Linked DNA regions of Mus musculus: all the other regions are linked to region 3. A link is a contact called in public HiChIP or PLAC-seq data. All regions are on one chromosome and are shown on one strand. The core of a region is the stretch at or near the end of the contact, and the rest is flanking DNA. Distances in the headings are between cores, read along the strand shown.

Region 1 (4,174 bases), core at 1,321-3,820, 770 kb after region 3:
ATGAATTTGAACAGATCAATGGATTTGATCCTGTGAGCATGTCTTCAAAGGGAACCAAAAGGTTCTCTTCTCCCAGCCTTATATTTTGCCAGATAGGTTTCTTATTTCTCCAGTCTGCCTATCACTTTAATAGCAATAATATTAAAGAATAAAATTTTTACTCTTTAGTCATTATCTAATGATTCATAAAATCTGTCTAGGGTACACAATCTTCTTTTATTTTCTTGATTTCTTCTATGAAACAAAATAGTTTATTCCTATGTCTTGTCATCAGGAAATAGCTTGTCTTAAGGGTTAATACTTCCATATTTGTTTCAAGGCTCTGGTTTTTATCTTTTCTTTTCTTTTTTCTTTTTAACTTAACAGCTTCATACTTTATTTTGTTTATAAAAGATCTTTTATTTTTATGTGTGATAAAATCCAGGTCCAGATCCACAGCGTTAGGAACTATTGAATTTTAGCAGCAAAGTCAAATAGTTTCTTCTGCAGATGTATTTCTTCCTCACTTTCCTTCACTACAAAATGAAGACTGTAAGTCAAGTCTTGCAAGATCTCCATGTGTTCTTTGTGATCCCAGTAGACGACATGCATTCTGCGCAGTCGCAGTCTACTCACTTCTAACACCTTTCCACACTTTATAATTGCATTCCTGCACCTGGTAGTTTCCCCTCGTGTATATGGGGATAATTCTAGCTCCAGTGTAGAAGAGGAAACGAAGCACCCCCCCCTTTTGGCAAACAAAACAGATGTTAACTTTTTAATATCCTTTGTATGCTACAGAGATTATATCTCTTAGTACACATGGCAGGTAAGTTTAGAACAGGATATTCACAGTTTTTGTGTGAGGAAATATTTAGTAATCAACTCTTTTCAAGGAAAAGAAAGTCACTTATTGGTAGCATTGATAATTTTCACATTGATACTTTCGCAACCTGACTATTTCAAGCCACCAGAATATGATCGACCTGTTTAATGTAATTCACGACCCTCATAAATCTGGTCCAGAAAAGTACTGAGAAATCCTGCCCTTCAAATACAGTTTCAATATTAGAATGAAAGAGACTCTCCTGATTTTGTTCACTTTAACTCTTTTGAGGGGGGCAATTTTCCATTGTGGTCTTTCTAGTAGGTTACTTTTATGTTATTCTTATAACAAAGGCTACTTCTCAACTTTGCTGTTACTGTTACTTTATCAAAAATCAATCAGAAAACTAATAATAGCATGTGTTAGATAAAATAGTAGTTTATTTCCCTCTTCCAAAGCATGGCTTGCAGCAGAATTTTATATTATTTTGTATTTTGATTTACAAAAATTTGTATAGGAATTATAAACTTAAAAGGTAATTAAAGTTTGTGAACTGAGGACCTACTGTGATCAAAATAGTAATTTGTAATTATCATCTCTACTATATTTTATTATTATCTACCAAATAAAATACCTCTTCTTAAAGTTACTGTTCTTCTTTTGTAATGCAACCAGTAGTGGATATTTTAGCTTTAGTCATTTTCATGATTTTGCCCTTTCACTAGGCTTTCTGAGGTCAGAAACGTTTTCTAGACTAATCCTTTAAAAGACGCTAGCCTGGGGATGGCTTGAAAATAGGACTAATCTAAAAAATACCTGTATATGTCTTAATTCCTGTGCATATCTTGCTTGGTTTATGCAGATGACCCTCACACCAGCACTGTTTTTAATCATAGACATCTTGGCTGAAATTTTCACAGTAATCTTTACATACTTTGTGTATGACCTTTCTCTCTTATTTAAGATTTTACATTATTTAAGGCATGGCTGAAGAATTACATATTTAACATGACCCCTACAGGTTTTAGAAGTTAGAAACAACAACAAAAATATGTAGGGGTGGTCTCTGCAGGTTTCTGAGCATTTTGTATTCATTTCTGAAGGGAGATGTCTCTATCATTCTGCTTAAACTTTATACTGTATGTCAATTTCAATGTAGAACAAAATCCACTTGCAAATGACACTGTGCTTACACCAAAAAAGGTGATCAAATAGTCATAGGAGCCTAGTCAAATAAATCCTGCATTTATAAAGATAGTATTTCATAAAATAGACTTAATGATGTTTATATGACTTCCTGTGAAAGCAGAAAGAACAGTATAATAATGGTATAAACATAGGAAATATCTGTCCCCAGGGACACATGATCACCATCTACAAGCCTAGAATTCATAGATTTTTGAGGCTATAAGAAAAATGAAAATTTGCTTACTACAGTTACTAAGGAAAAACAGCAAAAATAGTTTGCAAGAACAGACATGGTGCTCAGGTGAAAAGTTTACATGGAATATGACAAATATTTCAAATATCAGTAAGGTGTTTTTAAGAACGTCACAGATCCACTATTTTTTAATATGTTTGACAGACTCAATTTTCCTTCCTCTTCAAGTTGTGGAAGATGTTAGCTTTGAGTCCTCCCTGAGGAATTAGAAAAAAGAAAAAAAAAAAAAGAAAAAGAAAACTTTGATTTTCCCTTGAACTCATGTTCTTCCCCCTGTATTAGAATAGCACAGCAGCTGCTCTCTCGAATCTGGCAAATCCCAAGAGGGCTGGTTGTACTTGGTGATTGTAGTTAGCTCAGCTGCTCTGGGGTTAGAGTTGCTTCCTGCTGGTTCTGTGTCCACAAATATTTGTTAAATAATATGCTGAGAGAAGACATAGAAAGGATCTACAGCTGTGCTGGTAACCTCACCCCAGTATAGTCTAACAAATACTCCCAGAGTGCCTCAGAACACTCCTAATAGTCGACCATTGCTTATGAGCCTCACATGACATTTTCTTCCATATACAGAAGTCCGATTTTCTTTTAACACCCTTGGCTTCTCCTCAGGAAGGAAGAAAGGGTTATTTTTATTATTTAGCTTGGGGAAAAAGCAGTCCACACCAGTCACTTTTCCCCACCCTTTATCTGAGATAGCACCACTTTGGTGTATACTGTCATATCTTTAAATGCTATAATTTTATAAACAAAGTAAATCATTGAGAAGATTGACAACATTTTGGATGATGAGAGTACAGCTAAGAAAACATTCAGGAATCATGTAATTTGTTATCAGGAAGATCATTTCTTATCCCACAACATCAATTCCGTGGGTAATCAATATGGTATTTTGTTTTTTATCTATTTTCTTTTTATCATTTTGCAAACAGTTTAGAACCCTGATTTTGAATGCAAAGTGCTATTTATTGGATGCTATAATCCTTAGTGTAGAAGGAAATTCTTGGAAATTTGAACAAATTGTTTCTAAGTCTATACCAAGCACAAAACACTATCCTCCATAAATATCATCCAATTGTATAATTAACTAATATGATTTAAAGTCCATTTTAGTGAAAATTGTATCTGACTCTTTTCTTGATGTAGCTTTTGAAACTATTAAGCCCCATAAATATTTCTGAGCCCCATATATATTATTTAGGATAAGAATACATACCACCACATACATTAATGTGTAACAGGAGCAAATAAAAGAAGAATGGAAAATTCTCTCTCTCTCTCTCTCTCTCTCTCTCTCTCTCTCTCTCTCTCTCTCTCTCGTGTGTGTGTGTGTGTGTGTGTGTGTGTATGTGTGGTGTGTGTATGGGAGACAATTATATGTGTCTTTGATTACAGAATTAATTTACTCTATGACTTGGATTCTGAAGGGTTGTGTGAGTACTCTAATTGATTCCAAGATAATGGTGCCAGACCTTCCTTACAAAATTAGGCCTTCTTCCCCGTACTAGACTTGTTTCACCATTTGGATGTCTGTTAAATTGATGCTAACCCTTAATAAACTTAACATGTGAATACCTCATATTTCTAAGTGGGAATGCTGAACTTGTTAGAGAACAGTGAAAATGATTTCTGCAAGAAACAAACACAAACTTCAACAACCATATATTTTGTAAAAAATAATTGAATTTATGGAAATATTTAAAACCCCATAACTTTAATACATGGGTTAAGAATCTGGCAGATATTCAGCTCTCAAGAGAATTGGGCAGACTCGTCAGAAGTTCAAGACCAGTAATATGGGCTATGTAGAAGTAACAGATCTCAAGGAAGAGAGAGAAGGTAGAAGAATTAAGTGAGTGAAGGATCAGCTTCATTTTCTCCACCAATTAAAGAATTAAAGGCAGAAAATAAGAGTCATCAGAAATTTGGCT
Region 2 (4,298 bases), core at 1,111-3,610, 640 kb before region 3:
ACAACGCCCTCCCCACTTCCTTGAGTTGTGGTTTCTTCCTTTAAATACCCCCTTATCCAGCTACTCGGGGCACCACGGTCCTCTACCCCTGCGTGGTGTATGACCGTAGGCCCGAGAGCGCTCTTGAATAAAAATCCTCTTGCAATTTGCAGCAAGACCGTTTCTTGTGGGTGATTTTGGGGTGTCGCCTCTCCTGAGTCAGAACGTGGGGGAGTCCTCACGTTGTGGGTCTTTCAGGTGTAATTATTGATTTTTTAATGGCATCAAAATATGGTAAAATGTTTATATAACCCTTAAGGAGTTTTCTCTTTTCCCTGTAAAAAACGGAGGCAATTGTTATTTTAAGGCTTATGCAGATTCTCCTAGCGCCTGCTTCTGTCTCTGGGCTGAAGCAGAGCCTTGGAGGTTCACAGCCTCATACCATGGGGAGGCTGCTCCATTTCTACAAACACTTGTCAGTGTTTGCTCTATTCTCTTGCTCCATTAAATTCTCTTTGGAGCTATCGGACAGACAATATATGCCAGATGAATGTCTGCTACATAGGTAGACATTTCACAAATGATTATTAAATGCTGGGTTGGGACTGATAAAACATAAGAAAGGACAATACTAGTGGCCTTGAGGGTTATGACAAGACAGGTATCCCCAGGTTGACTATCCCTCCACTGCCCTTTGGCTTAGACAGTGTGACATTGGTAAGTTGAAATCACAGCCAGGGCAGCTAGTGTTCTGATCTGGAACACTAGAGGTTATTAGTTTCCTCTAATTGTGAAGTCGCTATGCTTCAGCTACTCTCAGGTACTTTCCAGTGAGCAGAGCCAACATCAGACTCAGGAGACAGTCAGAGCAGCCAGTAGCTTATTTATTAATTAGCCAGCTGAGTGTTAGATATGGACTCCTGTCAGCGAAACTGGAGGTATTCAAGATGTGTGTGTAACCAGAATATTCTAGAAAGCCCCTCAGTGTGCCTGGACCTGACTGGAGGACCTAGCTGGGTAGTAGCAGCTTCTGTGAGAATGATTTTTGCCGGATTCATCTCCAAAGAGGTCCCCTTGAGTCTGTCTGGGGCAGTCACTGGTGTCTTCGGCCAACAATCCTAACAGAGTGGCATTTCTGAGATGTAGTCCTTTGTCCCCAGACTGACACTCTTTAACTAGTGGACAGAGACCTGGAGCTCTGCCACACCTGCAGAGGGGACTCCAGGAAGTGGCTTATTTCCTATTGTTTGTTTAGGGAGACTCTGGGTATGTTTCACGGACAGTTGGGGTTAGCCACTTTCATTATGGTTTTCATTATGCTTTTCATCATTGCTTTCAAACTGCCCTTTTCCTAATTACCCCTTTCCCTTCTCCTCTGTGTGGGTGTGTCCCCCATGCCCCCTATTCTGGCACTTCAAATCTTTGCGAGGCTAGGCGCTTCCTCTCCCATTGAGGCCAGACAAGGCAGCCCAGTGAGAAGAACACACCCCACGTACAGGCAACAGTTTTAGGGACAGCACCCGCTCCAGTTGTTCGGGACCCACATGAAGAACAAGCTGCACATCTGCGACATACAAGTGTGGGGAGGCTTAGGTCCAGCCCATGAATGTCCTCTGGTTGGTGGTTCAGACTCTGAGAGCCCCAAGGGTCGAGGTTAGTTGACACTGTTGGTCTTCCTGTGGAGTTCCCATCCTCTTCAGGGCCAAAATTGTGAAGATTCTTTTTAAAGAAGATATACTTTCTTATTCTTATATGTGTGTGTCTATGGAGGGGGTGCCTGTGAGGCCTGAAGAGGATGTCCGATCCCCCGGGGATGGAGCACAGGTGCTTGTAAGCTGCTGTACAGTGTGGATGCTGAGAACTGAACTCAGGCTCCTGGAAGAGCTGTAGGTGCTCTTAACCACCGAGCATCTCCGCAGCCCCGTAGAGGCTGCTCAGTAGCTGTCTGACGATCAGGGGGAGGCACATTTCACTGTAGTCATTTTCTGTGATTCCTTTTGCCCTACCTTCCAGCATTCTAGAAAATAGATACAAACAAACAAACAAGACAGACAGACAGACAGACAGACCAAACTTCATTCACATCCATTATCACATTGTAGTCTCAGGGACCATGAACCAAGCAGTTTCAGTTTTGACCACCAGAGGTCACTAGAGATCTTGTGGTACTTTGAGGCTGCTTAACCTGACATTCTGTCCCTAGAAACTGTACCCTTTGGCGCTTGAATGCTTCTTTCTGTGGAATGAGAATGTGGAGCCAACCTGTTGTGTAGTTTTTGTTTTGGTTTGTTCTTTGCTTCCTTTAACAGCAGCTGCGTTCTCACAGAGAGATCAGTGAGCGAGTGAGTCATAGTTCACGCAGCTGCTAACGCGCTCGGGGCTGCCGATTTCACAGGAAGCTGGGTGGGAGTTTTTGGTTTCTAGATTTGTCCTTCTGGGGTCGTCTTTAACTTGTAGTGATTGTTTTTGTTATTGAACACGATCTGCCTAGTCACATGTTTCCCAGTCTCAGGCTTGCATACGTGGGTGGTTTTTACCTGGCCCTCAACTTTCTAGAGGCTCACACTGGGTTAACAGTCTAATCCCATTCGGGCTGTGTTCAATTTTAGTTAGATCTAGAAGCTCGACTCGTTTTTGTTTGTTTGCTTGTTTGTTTTAACAAGTTAATACAACCAGCTTCCCTTAAATGATCCTTACCGAAATATAATTTTTGTGTACAATAACATTTGGCAGTTGAAGGACTCAAGTGAATATTGGCAGAATTTTGTGGTCCTCATATAATCTAAGTTTAACACATTCCACCATTCCCAGTCAATCCCTAGTCAATGATAGTCACTCCTTATCACCTGTCCTTCCAGATGTGTCCAAACACAAGTCTACTTCCATCTCTCTAAATGTACCCCCTCTGGACTCTATATAAATAGAGCCAGGTAATAGGTGATTTTTTTTTGTAGCTTTTTTTTCATGTATTAAAATGTCAAGGTTTATCCATTTTATAGCACACTTTTAACTACTTTCTTCTTGTCAAAAAACATTCCATATTGTGGACTTATAATATTTCATACTGTCACCAGTTGGTAAACATTTGATTTGTTTCCCCCTCAGGCTGTTGAAGATAATGCTACTCTGAACACCTGTATCCGGATTTTTCTAAAGAGGAACTTTTATTTTCCTAGTTTTGTTTTTCTTTAAAATTCCATTTTAGACCAGTTTCTAGGCTCTGTGTATTCATCAGATTTATGTATTTAGTGTATGTAGTGGATGGTGGTTAGGCACGAGCCAGGGCGTGAGTGTGGAGATTGGACAACACCTCGTGGGAATTGGTATCTTACTGCATCACGTGGGTCCAGGTGGTTGAATTCAGGTAGTGAGGCTTGCCAGCAAGTGCCTTTACCTGGGGCCTTTTCTTGACCCTTTTATTTTTCTTAAGCATTCATACAAAAGAGCTTAGAATACTTGCCTCCAGTGTACGAGGGCCTGGGTTCAGTCCCCAGAGTGGGAGAAATGAAAGCTATGAAGTGAAGTATATATTGGGGATTGAAATGAGTGGCTGTAACAGTAACAGAACCATCAAATTTTGGTTATTTATTCAGTGTTTCTTTTTAATCTTCTTATTCCTGTAGTCTTTCTCCTCCCAAATGTAAACATAATAAATATGAAAAATATACATCACTTAACTGCTTGAAGTCTGGGGCGAACTCTACTGTATTTGTAGAACAGTACTTTTTCTCATGACAGAGGCTATGGTTCTGGTCTGTCTGTTTGTTTGTTTTACAGTCTCTCTCTTTCTTTGTTGAAATCCTCATTTTCATATGTTATCTTCTGGTCCCAATTTCCCCTCCTCCAGCTTCTTCCCATCTTCTCCCCTCCCCCACCCCAGCTCCACTCCCATTCTTTCTCTTGTTTGTTTTTTTTTTTTTAAAGATTTATTTATTATATGTAAGTACACTGTAGCTGTCTTCAGACACACCAGAAGAGGGTGTCAGATCTCATTACAGATGGTTGTGAGTCACCATGTGGTTGCTGGGAATTGAACTAAGGACCTCTGGAAGAGCAGTCAGTGCTCTTAACCGCTGAGCCATCTCTCCAGCCCTAGAGTGATTATTTATTTATTTATTTATTTATTTATTGTTTTTCGAGACAGGGTTTCTCTGTCTAGCCCTGGCTGTCCTGGAACTCACTTTGTAGACCAGGCTGGCCTCGAATTCAGAAATCTGCCTGCCTCTGCCTCCTGAGTGCTGGGATAAAAGGTGTGCGCCACCATGCCCGGCTCCTAGAATGATTTTTAAAGGAATTTTATAATCACTAAGATTTTATTT
Region 3 (4,230 bases), core at 408-2,907:
AAGTAGGACAAAGAGCAGCGAATTCATCCGGTCTCAGCCTGGGGGTCGAGGTTGGCCCTTTGGCAGTCTTGTATCAGCTATCCTGCAGGACAGAGATTTACATTATGATTCACAATAGTAGCAAAACTACATTTATGAAATAGCAATGAAAATAATTTTATGGTTCTATCAGAGTGGTCCTGGGGATTCCAAACTTTTAGGTGCCATAAAAATACCAATGTTTAGTAATGATTTACTGGTTTTTAGAGGCAAGTTACTTCTAGGCTGCTGAGGCTGGAGCTGAGAGAAAGCAGGGAGTACCGGGATGGCTTCAGGGGCCCTTCGCGTTGCCTCTTCATTGGTTTTTAAGTAAGCCACGAGCACAGTCAAATGAATGCTCTTCCTTTTGAATGAGCTTGGCCTCTGTCACGGGGGCTCTTCCGTCTTTTCCTGTTAGTACTCAATTTATCTTCATCAAGTCCCAAGCAGGAAGGTCCAGATGTTATGACTCTTTGTTTTACAGTTTTATCATTTACAGGAAATTCAGACACAGGAAAATAGTGAGGAATTCAACCCAGAAGGACAGGGCCCATCTATAGTTGGGGCCCAAAGGAGCAGGAAGCCCTAGCTCACGGTGTCTCTATATAGGAAAGGGTTGAGACTATAGTGCAGTATCCCTTCAGGTAATTTTTGTTTGTCCTTTTTTTTTTCAGATCCCTGTAATATATTAGTTCACTGTCTGTGTAAATCTCAAAACTTGCACCTGACGTTGTTATAGATCTGGATGGAAAATATCTAACAATTGAGAAAAAGCAGCCTGGGATTTTCAATGGCCAGATTAGATTTCAGGATGCTCAACATGTCACACACACATGTACACAGACAGACACACACGCCTGCACACACACATAGACACACACACACATACACAGACAGACAGACACAGAGATACACACACACATGCCTACACACACACATGCCTGCACACACACATATACACACATATTCACATATGCACACACATATACAGACACACACACAGACATACACAGAGATACACACACACACACACACATATGAACACACACACATACACATACACACAGACACACACACATGCCTGCATACACATATACAAATATGCACACACATATACAGAGATACACACATATGCACACAGACACACACAGATACACACACACTCACAGACACACACATATACACACACATACACAGACACACATGCCTGAACACACACATATATACACACACACAGACATACACATATGCATACACATACACAGACACACATGCATACACAGAGAGATACATGCATACACACACACACACACACACACACACAGAGGACACACCATGTCTTGTATTTCACTCTGTTTCAGTCTCTGTGTGGATTGGGGAAAATGACAAGTTTGGTTTCCTTCAAGTCTAACTCAAATGTGCTCAAGTAAAAACATCAAAAACATGGTACACAAACAAGGGTGAGGCCCACAGCCGGAGTTAAGAGATCTTCTTTACAGGCACAGAGGCTGAAAAAGCATCAGCATTCGCACAGCCTATCATTTAGTGAGCAGAGATCTCCTTTCTGCTCCCTTAAACTCTCAACTCTTGGCCGCAGCCTCCCTAAAGACTCACTGGATCTTGCACAGCTGCTAAGGGACAATGTAAGTTGTCTAACAGTGAGCCAAAGTGAGCATCAAAATGGAGTTAAGGAACTTCAAGGAGGAAGCTTTCTGTTTGGTTTGTTTCTCTTATTTTGAAAGGCAGACCCACCAACCTAATGGAGACATTTTGCCATTCTTTCTAATCACCCTCTTTCTTTCTGAATCTGCGTTTTCCTGGAGGGTAGATAATCTCTGGCGCTGTGCTCACTGGCTCAGCTCAGCTGAGCTCTGTTCCCTGGAGTCTTGCTAACTGTATAAACTTTCAGTTCCTCAAGTCTAATGCTGGCTCACCCAGGAAAGAAAAAAAAAAAAAAAAAGCAAATTGAACAATTAAATTCAAGCTGTAGCTTCCGTCATGACTCAAGAACAGAAAAATGTTTTTAAGAGCCAGCAGTACATAAAGTACCATTAATAACCCAGAATTTATGATTTCCCATTGGGGGCCCCAAACAACATCATTTTGCCCAACTCTATTATGATACTGGATTGGAAAAGTTTCTCAAAAGTAACCATTTGATCCACTCTTCACCCAAGGCCGAGAATTTTGAGAAATTCTTTTATAAAAACGAAAGAAGCTGGAACCCTCTTTCTTTTATTCTTGTCTTTTCCATGCCCACCCCTTGCCTCTTTTCCTTGGCTTAGCTGCCCGGTTGCTGTGTCAGCATGCTGAGATCTGTGCAACACTCCCACCTCAGGAATTTGAAGCCTGGTGCTGAGTCTTTTTATTTCTTTGAGTTCAAGCTATGGATTTTTGTATTCAGAAAGTCTTAGAGGCTTATGCTATAGGCCCAGATTTTCATTCTTTGGCTGCATGGATAAATTAGGCCATTTTGGGAAAGTCCTTTGCAATCACATTACAGGGGCCGCTTGACTAGAATATCCCTGAAAACATTAAGGATGGTTTCTTACAATATACTGAGAAAAGTCCATGCTAGCCCCCCTCCCCTAGTGTGATGTTTCTAATGGAGTAAATAGTTGGACGATGGTTAGAAAGTCATAGAATAATTGATTTGAACACTCCAAGTAAATATTTCTCAGGGCAAGCTCACACTTTTAATTTCCTAAGAAGAGGGCTCCATTTTCCTTTCTGCCTAGAAATCATTTCCAAAATTGTATATGCAGTCAGAGCTTCAGAAACCACTGCTGGGTCTTGGGGGATGCAAGTTCGTGGGTTAGTTGTCCTAGAGCTTAGATAAAATAGAATGTAAGTAAGAATTATATACAAAATAAACCTTTTTCTCTGTTGGGATTAATGACTGTAGTTAATTTAAATGCTCAATTGGAATAGGAAACTACCATGGAGACTACATCATTTATTTATTTATTTATTTATTTATTTATTTATTTATTTATTAAGCTGCTCCTATATATTCTTTTCACAGCCCCACACTGCAAACAACATTGTCCCCATTACACAGGCAAAGAAACGGTGGCCTGGACAATATGATAAATGCAGACACTGCGGCAGTAGTCATTCTAGGAAGGTAGGTGTGACTCTGTACCTATCCTCTCATCTGATGTAACATGTTGCCTCTGTGGGCAGATGAGTGAGGACACTCCTTTGATATCCATGCCATGTGTGTTTCCTTTCCATGCCGAGAAATGGCTCCTCTAGTGGTCTGAAGGTGTGGAGAGGCATTCATTGCCCTAGACTCAAGCATCTGGTAGGGAATTCTGATGATGGACTTCTTGGAGATGTCTGAAGGCTAAGGGAGGGTTTGAAGGGGCCACTTTGACAATTCGGCCAATGGCAAACTGTCTGACTTGAGAGGAAGAGCAGACACATCCTGGCATTGTTGTGGCAGGCAGAGTGAAGCAGGCAGAAACACCCTGGGACTTTCAATGTGTGGTTTCTCCTCATGCTGCTGAGAGTTCAAAACTTCAGAAAACTGTCAAGATGGCTTGAGGCAGGTTCTAGACACCTGTGCCCTTACAAAATGGAAAGACCCATTTTCAAGGATTCATCATTTCCCTTCAGAGCTCCTGGTTCTGCGGTGGGACTTATTCTCCCCTCAGGCATTATGGGTATTCATTCTCCCTCACTGGAGTTCCTTCTGGTAAGCGGTCACTAAGAAAGAGTCTAGTCAATAATTTCGCCATTTACAGCAGTGAGTTTACTGAAGGACTCTCAGGAATCAAGCGAAGCTACCATATGAGGATGAGGCTGCAGAGGCAAGGGAAGTTTCTTTGTGCTCCTTGATGTATAGGACCCAGGGAGTGCCTATTCACAGCCTGATGGGGAAGGATGCTCCTCAGGGGAGGGGGAAAGACTGACTGAGATGATGAAAGATGACATCAGAGTGTATCTCCAGAAAAAAACAGATCAACACAATAGGGAGTTCCCTGGCTGCCACCTTTCAAATCACACAACAACAGGTGTACATTTAAATGAAAATTGATGGGGGTGTTGGTAGGGATGGGTTGCTATCACTAGGAATATTTTCTTTCCCATATCTGGGTTCTCAGCCTCTTAGTGCTAGAACAAAGTTATGCTTTTAACTATTGCTTCTTGATCAAAGATCTTTTCCAAAGAACATCGTAAACACTAGTAATTTAAATGCTGTTAGCC

What was found. HiChIP or PLAC-seq counts read pairs in DNA pulled down with a chosen protein or histone mark.
Region 1: a contact with region 3 is called in a RAD21 HiChIP or PLAC-seq map of pro-B cells, with 7 times the contacts expected there. The contact joins two enhancer-like sites. A contact is called at or near these places in 1 of 15 datasets of contacts at CTCF or cohesin (pro-B cells) and 1 of 115 datasets of contacts at active chromatin or transcription factors (large pre-B cells).
Region 2: an H3K4me3 HiChIP or PLAC-seq map of bone marrow-derived macrophages shows a contact between it and region 3, with 6 times the contacts expected there. The contact joins two enhancer-like sites. A contact is called at or near these places in 1 of 115 datasets of contacts at active chromatin or transcription factors (bone marrow-derived macrophages) and 1 of 9 other capture datasets (adipose tissue).

The regions. Positions count from the first base shown.
Region 1 is chr10:16,788,332-16,792,505 of GRCm38.p6, reverse strand. No RefSeq gene overlaps it. Among named protein-coding and RNA genes, the nearest start is that of Gm20125, 310 kb to the left of the region's middle. Within about 2 kb of position 2,570, at least 18 of the 459 cell types and tissues checked have an H3K27ac peak or open chromatin away from gene starts, as enhancers often do. A contact at or near this core is called in pro-B cells, where this site is marked.
Region 2 is chr10:18,195,328-18,199,625 of GRCm38.p6, reverse strand. All of the region lies in intron 3 of Ect2l (epithelial cell transforming sequence 2 oncogene-like), which reads left to right. Among named protein-coding and RNA genes, the nearest start is that of Ect2l, 13 kb to the left of the region's middle. Within about 2 kb of position 2,360, at least 87 of the 459 cell types and tissues checked have an H3K27ac peak or open chromatin away from gene starts, as enhancers often do. A contact at or near this core is called in adipose tissue and bone marrow-derived macrophages, where this site is marked.
Region 3 is chr10:17,557,863-17,562,092 of GRCm38.p6, reverse strand. The region is part of intron 3 of Gm32543 (a long non-coding RNA gene); the gene reads left to right. Among named protein-coding and RNA genes, the nearest start is that of Gm32656, 100 kb to the left of the region's middle. Within about 2 kb of position 1,657, at least 69 of the 459 cell types and tissues checked have an H3K27ac peak or open chromatin away from gene starts, as enhancers often do. A contact at or near this core is called in adipose tissue, bone marrow-derived macrophages and pro-B cells, where this site is marked.